Linked DNA regions of Neogale vison: region 1 is linked to region 2. Evidence: chromatin contacts called from public Hi-C data. All regions are on one chromosome and are shown on one strand. The core of a region is the stretch at or near the end of the contact, and the rest is flanking DNA. Distances in the headings are between cores, read along the strand shown. Region 1 holds the start of GHR (growth hormone receptor). Region 2 holds the start of CCDC152 (coiled-coil domain-containing protein 152).

What was found. Hi-C and Micro-C count contacts between places; a contact is called where the count stands out from the background.
Region 1: a Hi-C map of fibroblasts shows a contact between it and region 2, with 7 times the contacts expected there. The contact joins the promoter of GHR here to the promoter of CCDC152 in region 2. A contact is called at or near these places in 2 of 3 Hi-C or Micro-C datasets (fibroblasts and muscle).

What each region holds. Positions count from the first base shown.
Region 1 is chr1:283,551,203-283,554,527 of ASM_NN_V1, reverse strand. GHR (growth hormone receptor) reads left to right here and starts at 1,346. Exons shown (of 10, transcript XM_044232381.1): 1 at 1,346-1,454.
Region 2 is chr1:283,268,386-283,271,838 of ASM_NN_V1, reverse strand. CCDC152 (coiled-coil domain-containing protein 152) reads left to right here and starts at 1,675. Exons shown (of 12, transcript XM_044232365.1): 1 at 1,675-1,753; 2 at 1,756-1,940; 3 at 1,942-2,074; 4 at 2,077-2,125. The coding sequence starts at 1,675.

The DNA of each region.
Region 1 (3,325 bases), core at 97-2,596, 280 kb before region 2:
AAAATAGGAGTCTCTTCTGTGACATCTGCTGCCCCCCATCTTCAGCTGTGCTCCTTCCTGACTCCTTGCCGAGAACCATTCACATGTGCTCCTCTCCACACCCCGGGCATCTTTTATTCCAGGGCTAAAAATCTTAAGTTTCTTTAGATTAAACATTTCTCTCTGGTTATAAACTTGGCTTTGTGTCTGGGAGCCCTGTAATAACAACAATAAAAAAAAAGTCATTTAGTAAGCCGAAGCTGTTAGAAGCTGTTAGATAAATGGCATTACAACTGGCTGTCAGGAGTAAAGTAAATAGTAAAAAGATAGCATGACTGGCTGGTCCTTCAGACCACAAGCTGGAACTGGACTTTTGTACTTTCTGCTGAGAAAAGCAAGAGGTGCCTGGGAGTGGGAGTCTTTACCACATGACACGCTTCTGCACAACGACAGTAACTTTCTGAAACACTCTGAGCGCTTCTCCTCTCACTTTATTTCCGTACAGTGCAATGAGGGGGACAGGCTCGGGTTTGACAGATGAGCTGTGCCCTGCGCAGGACAGTTAAACACAGGGCCAGTCCTCCGGCTGAGGCCTGTGTCCGGACACCCTGCACCTTAGCGCTCTGGCTTTGGGACATAACGTCTCTGCTCAGATGCCTCGGGTTTTCCGGCAAATTACATCTCTCTTTTCTACCCTCCCTACTTTTAACTATCTTTCCACCCAGGGAGCACGCGTTTGGAAAGCGGTTGCAGGTGGAGAGAGGCAAGTTCAGTTGGCTAATCACGCCTTCCAAGCTATCCGGCTCGCTTTTCCCCCCATTCCGGCAGAGAGCTAACTTGAAGCGCTCCTTTGCATTTGTTGGCTGCACTTAATGCTCTTTTAGGTCCTGCCTTCTTTTTGGGAACAGCGGTGGGCGGAGAGGAAGGAAGCGTCCTGCAACGACCAATACTTTCCTCTAGGAGGAGCCGCGCGGCCCAGAAGAGAGTGACACGCACCAACTCCAACTCCTTGGCGGGGAACGCTTCATCCCAGCTCCTCGGAATGCCTGGCCCGGACCGCGCTCCGCGCCTCCGCAGCGGCTCTCGAACCCGTCGCCCCGAACTCCCGCTTCCCCTCGCCGCTGCAGCCCGGGTCGCGGGGGCGGCGGGCCGGGCCCGGCGTGACCCCTGGTGAGCGGCGGCCGCCGTTTCCCACCCATCCCCTCCCGTCCTCCTTTCCCGTTTCACCCCGCCCCCTCCTCCTCCCCAAGCCTGACAGCCCGCGAGCTGCCAAGCAGGGCGCAGCCATGGGAAGAGGAGGCGGTCTAGGGAGCGGCGGCGGCGGCGGCTGGAGCGGCGGCGGCGGCGGCGGCTGCTGCTGAGCCGAGGCGGCGGCGGGGACTCCGGGCTGGGGCCGCGCAGGCCGGAGGCCCCCGCGCCCTCGGCCCCAGCGCGGCAGCGATCCCGCGCTCTCTATCCGGAGGCGAGACTCGGAGGTACTGGAGCGGGGTAGGGCCCTCAGGGAGTCGTGTTCTTCTTTTCCCCCTTTTGTGCCTGGGGCCCTGGGAGTGGACCAGTTGTTTATGAAAGTGGGGCTCTGGCTTATGTATTTAACAGGAATCTTTTTTTTTTCCCCCGGGGGACTTGGAGGTTGGTTATGCTTTCCTCCTCCTCGCGAAGAAGTTGTTTGCGGGCGGGTTGTTGTAACCCGATCCACGCTATGGATGCGCGCGCGCGCGCGTGTGTGTGTGTGTGTGTACCTTGGTGGTGGGCGTCAGGGAGTTGGGGGCGATAGGCGAACCATCCCACGCTGGCGCCTGCTGTGACCAGTGTTTGCGGTGCCTGGAGGGGCTTCCTCTGAAGCCAGTATTGTTAAAGTCCTAAAAGTTTTGCGAGTGCTGCTCTTTGACCACGTCAGCCGGGCTGGGGCAGGAACGGCTGAGGCTGCGGCCGGCGAGCGAGGAGAGGTCCCTGGCGGCGCGGCCGGAGGAGAGGGGAGGTCGTTCGGCTGTGCGCGTCGATACCGCGCGCTCCTCCCCAAAGCGCACCGCCCTCTGAGCGTTTGTGCAGACTGCAGTCACGCTTTGGCACCGGCGGAACTGGGGTTAGTAGAGTCGCGGCCACCGGTCCCCGGGAGCTGGAGTGGGTAGAGACGGCGTGGCGAGCCGAGCACCCTCAGCCCCGGACACAGTCGTGGCTATGAAATCAACCAGGCTCAAAGTTTGGACAGAGCTGCCCGAGGCATGAGAGCTGCGGGTGAGTGGGGGAGCCGCGCGTCTGGGGAGAGGGTGCTGGCGGCGTGCGCAGGGTGCCGGGCAGGGTCACCCACTCGCGGGTGCGTGGGGGAGTCTATTTTGGGGTGAGTGCTTTGTTTATAACCCGAGTGGGGACGCCTCCTCCGGCGTGGCTGCGGGATTTGTTAACCTGGCTCCGGGTGTGTGCGCTGTACGGGTGTACGTGAGCGCTGTGTGTGTGTGTGTGTGTGTGTGTGTGCGCGCGCGCGCGCGCGTGTGTGTGCTCCTGGGGAGGCGTGTCGGCGCCTGAGCCAGTAGGGTGTGCAGGGAGGAGGTGGACGGGAGGAGGAGGCCAGAGAGGTGCCGCCCGCCCGTTTGTGCAGCCTGGAGACCTTGGAAGGGACAGGGAAAGGTAACGGGAGGCCAGAGGGTTGGGAAGTTGCAGGAGTCCTGCAAAGGATTTAAATACCACGGACTCTGAAAACACTAAACCCCTTGCCTTTGAGGAGCTGCGGGCTGGAGGTGGAGGTTCCTGGAACTCTCCTGAGACTTGGGATCGAGGACGACGGTTTTATGACATGGGTGTATGTGTAGGTACAGAACCCTGGAGGTCCAGATCCAAGTTGGAGCTGCAGGTCTGAGATTCCCGAGGTGGCGCTGTGCACAGTCCAGAAACTAGATGGTCTCTGGGGTGTTTACCTTTATAATCCCTGGCACGTGTGCCTGGAAAGGCACTCACCTTTCTCCATACATGTTGTGGCAGCTGTGCCGTGGGCAATTGGTGTTCTAGGCTAGTTTCCACCTGGGTCACCCTGCAAGTCCTTTTTTCTGGGGGTGCCAAGGTATATAGACCTTGGAGGTAATTAGTGTGAAATATTTTCCAGAAATTAAAATGCTGGATAGAAGCAAAATAAAATGATTTAGTATACAGGATTGTTGGTTCCGTCTTTTCTGTGATTGGGGATGCTGTTTCCTTTTGAGAAGAACTTGGTGCTCCCATATTAGATTCCAAGGGGTCTCTGGTTATTTATAGTTTTTCTTCAGATGGACTTCAGATGCTGGAAGGATGTGTTTTCACGCAGAGACCCCTAGAAAACATTATTTGTAGTTTAAGTACGGCTCATCCTTTTTCT
Region 2 (3,453 bases), core at 426-2,925:
ACTAGAAAAATCAAGTTAAATTTTTCTGACTTCTAGTGTGTTCATTTCTACTTACTATGACTATGCTAGACACTATGGAGAAATATATATACATATATATGTAAAATAAAGTTTCTTCCCCCAAGGAGCTGACCAAACAGCAGGAAAGATAGCAATTCAGACGATCCTAATAAAAGCCACAATAAGGCCAGCATGGTCCAAAGTGTAATAGGAACACAGAGCAAGGAAAGGTAGGTCACAGCTGCTATGATCAGTGAATGCCTTATGGAAAAGGTAGCATTTTAGATGGGCCTTAAAGTGGGCTTGTTTCAAAAAGCATTATGATATGGGTTACATGGAACATTTAAATCTTCTAATTGGATAGAACCAACAATTGAAAAGGCCACTTTTAATATGTCTGTGTTGCTAATATCAAGGAAAGCTTACCGAGTAGTCAGAAGTTAAAAAAAAAAATTTAACATATATATATATAAACACATATATGAATAGATAACATACATATAAATAATATATATTTTATGTGCAATTAATGAGCTAAAAAACACGAGAAAATGACATTTTAAAAAACATTTTGATGAGCAATGTTTTATCATTAACAGTTTTAAATCCTAAAATTTTAGCTTTGTTATTTAGTCCACTGCTCTTATTTTAAAATTAAAGGGAAGAAGGTGATTGCTAAGATGAATCAACCTTCCCAGATTACTAACTACAGAGAGAGGACTCCATCTCCCATTTCCTCCTTTGACCTAGTTCTCTTGCCACCATGCTATACTGCTTTTCAGATAACGAAGGAAGTATGGATTATCCTATTATAGTCTACATGTATCTGCTTGCCAAATTTTGGTTTTCATAGAAAATGAACTTAGTGAAAACCTATCTCTCATTTCCTACTAAAAAAAAAAGTAGATAGGGGGGCACCTGGGTGGCCCAGTTGGTTAAGCATCTGCCTTCAGCTCAGGTCATGATCTCACAATCCTGGGATGGAGCCCCCACATTGGGCTCCCCGCTCAGTGTGGAGCCTGCTTTTCCCTCTGCCACTCCCCCAGCCTGGGCTCACTCGCTCTCTGTCAGATAAATAAATAAAATCTTAAAAAAGGGGGGAGGGGGCAAAGTTGGCAGTGGATACCATTTCAAACTGCTTTTGACCAAAATTTTTAGATTATACTAATTAATTTTGAATACTTACTTTATGCCAAGAACTGCATTAAGCTCTTTTAAAATGCATCCTTTCCTTTAATTGCTGCAACAGCCCCAGGAGGTAGGCATTATTATTTAATGTCTATTTTACGGATTGGAGGCAGGTATACTTAAAAACTGGCCCAGGATCACCCGGCTGATAAACAAGAGTTTGGGGCTGGAATCCACACAGAGTCTATGCCCCTAACCATTAATTTACCAAGATAAAGCTTTGCAGGTGGGAGAGCAGATCCATCGCCAACCCTGGACCGCATCTCCATCACCTAGCACAGCCTCGGGTACCTCATAAGCCTATTTTGTAAGTTTTCTCGAATAAATATAGTTTATTATTTATTGATTCAACAGCGCTGACTCACTGGTCAACTTAAAGCCAATGTGATTTATTCTTTGATGGCGAAATAATTATGGATCTGGCAGCCACTGGGTGTCGAGTCCTGTCCTAGAAACTAGAGGAAACAACTTAGCGGCACGCGCCAGATGCTTGAGGCGAGCGAGGACCAAGGAGGCAAGCCCGGAGAGGAGGTGGAACGCGGGTGGAGGCGCAGGTGGGGCCAGGAGGGGGCGGGCCCGTTGCTGCGGGAACGGACTTCCGGGGAGGGGACAGCCGTGCGGGGCGGACCTGCACGCGGAGGAGGAGGAGGAGGCGTGGGAAACTTGGGGGACCTGTGAGCCGAGGCAAGTACGCTCCAGGCTTTTGGTCGGTGGGTTCGAAATTCCCACGTTTCCCTCGGAAATTCTTTTCTCCAACCCCCTCACAGTCTCCCAGCCCCGGGCAGCGTTTTGACCCAGCGACTCTCCGCGGCCCGGAGGTACGCAGCCCGCCGTCGAGCTGGGCTCCTCTGGCCCCCGGGACGCGGGTGGAGGGAGCGGCGCCCCGGGCTGCGACTGAACGAATTCAAGGAGGGCTGCGGGGCGGGGAGAAGAGGAGGTTCGGAGCCCGTCCTCTGGGCGGAGCACAGGCCCCTCAGAGCCCCGTGAGGGAAGGGGGACCGGGAGGCCCCACGCTAGTCGGCAGGGGGGTGGGGTGGAGGGCGGGGCAGAAAGTGGGGCTGTCACCCACCTGAGGGGATGTTTGACGCTGGGCCGCGGAGCTCACAAGTCAGTCTCTACTTCTCACCAAAGAATGTGACGGGCACGGAATCACCAGCTTGTCACCTCGTTTCAGGGGCAAGAAGGCCGCATCCACTGCAGAGAAAGGTCGAGGAAATTGGAGGGGGGGGGGAGGCTCTGAAGACACCTCGAAATGCACCCGAAATGCACCCGGTGGCTTTTCAGCCCGTGTGACAAACCCCCACGAGGAAGAGCATGAATATGGGCGATGGTTTTATAAAGAAAAACACTCCAAGAGTCGCATCAGAGCGGAGGAGTTGGGAGATAATCAAGCTGAAATTAAAATGAGTTTAATTCAAGAACTGGGATCTGAGACAGAACCGAAGTAAAAACCTTTTTTATTTAAAATGTTAGGAACCAAAAAGAAAAAAAAAAAAAGATGGGAGGGAAAATTTTGCATTAATTACTTCAAATTATCCTGTAGTTCTGTTAAAGAATAACAGTTTATCAAATAGTGATTTTTAAATTTTACCCCAAAAAGAATTTTGCTGGATTTATGGGATGCTATTACAATTATTCCTCTGCTTTAAAGACCACGTTGTAGCTTCCGAAGGGATTTTGTAGTTTTACTTGAAAATGTGATGAAGGATAATAATTTAATAAACTGAAAATATATAGCTAAAATTCTCTCCCTTAAAAACCACTAATAGTTTTTTTTTTTTTAAAGACTTTATTTATTTATTTGAGAGAGAGAGACAGTGAGAGAGAGCATGAGCGAGGAGAAGGTCAGAGAGCGAAGCAGACTCCCCATGGAGCTGGGAGCCCGATGTGGGACTCGATCCCGGGACTCCAGGATCACGCCCTGAGCCGAAGGCAGCCGTCCAACCAACTGAGCCACCCAGGCGTCCCACCACTAATAGTTGTTAATGACATATAATATCAAAAAGAGAAAGGAAATAGGATTTCTTTGCGATGTAACAAATTTTAGAGCAACGCCTGTTTTGAGGGACCTCATTTTAAACAAGAATATGACCCCTAAAATTACTGTAGGTAATTACTTTAGGAATTTACTTACCTTTTACTTTGGACTAGCTGCTGCTGCCACTTTCACACACCAAGCACTGGCACATGCTCTTTCCTCCGTCTAGAACGACTACATTTCAAATTTGTAGTTTCTCCTTCCAGTTTGCTTGTGAAAAGCCTAAA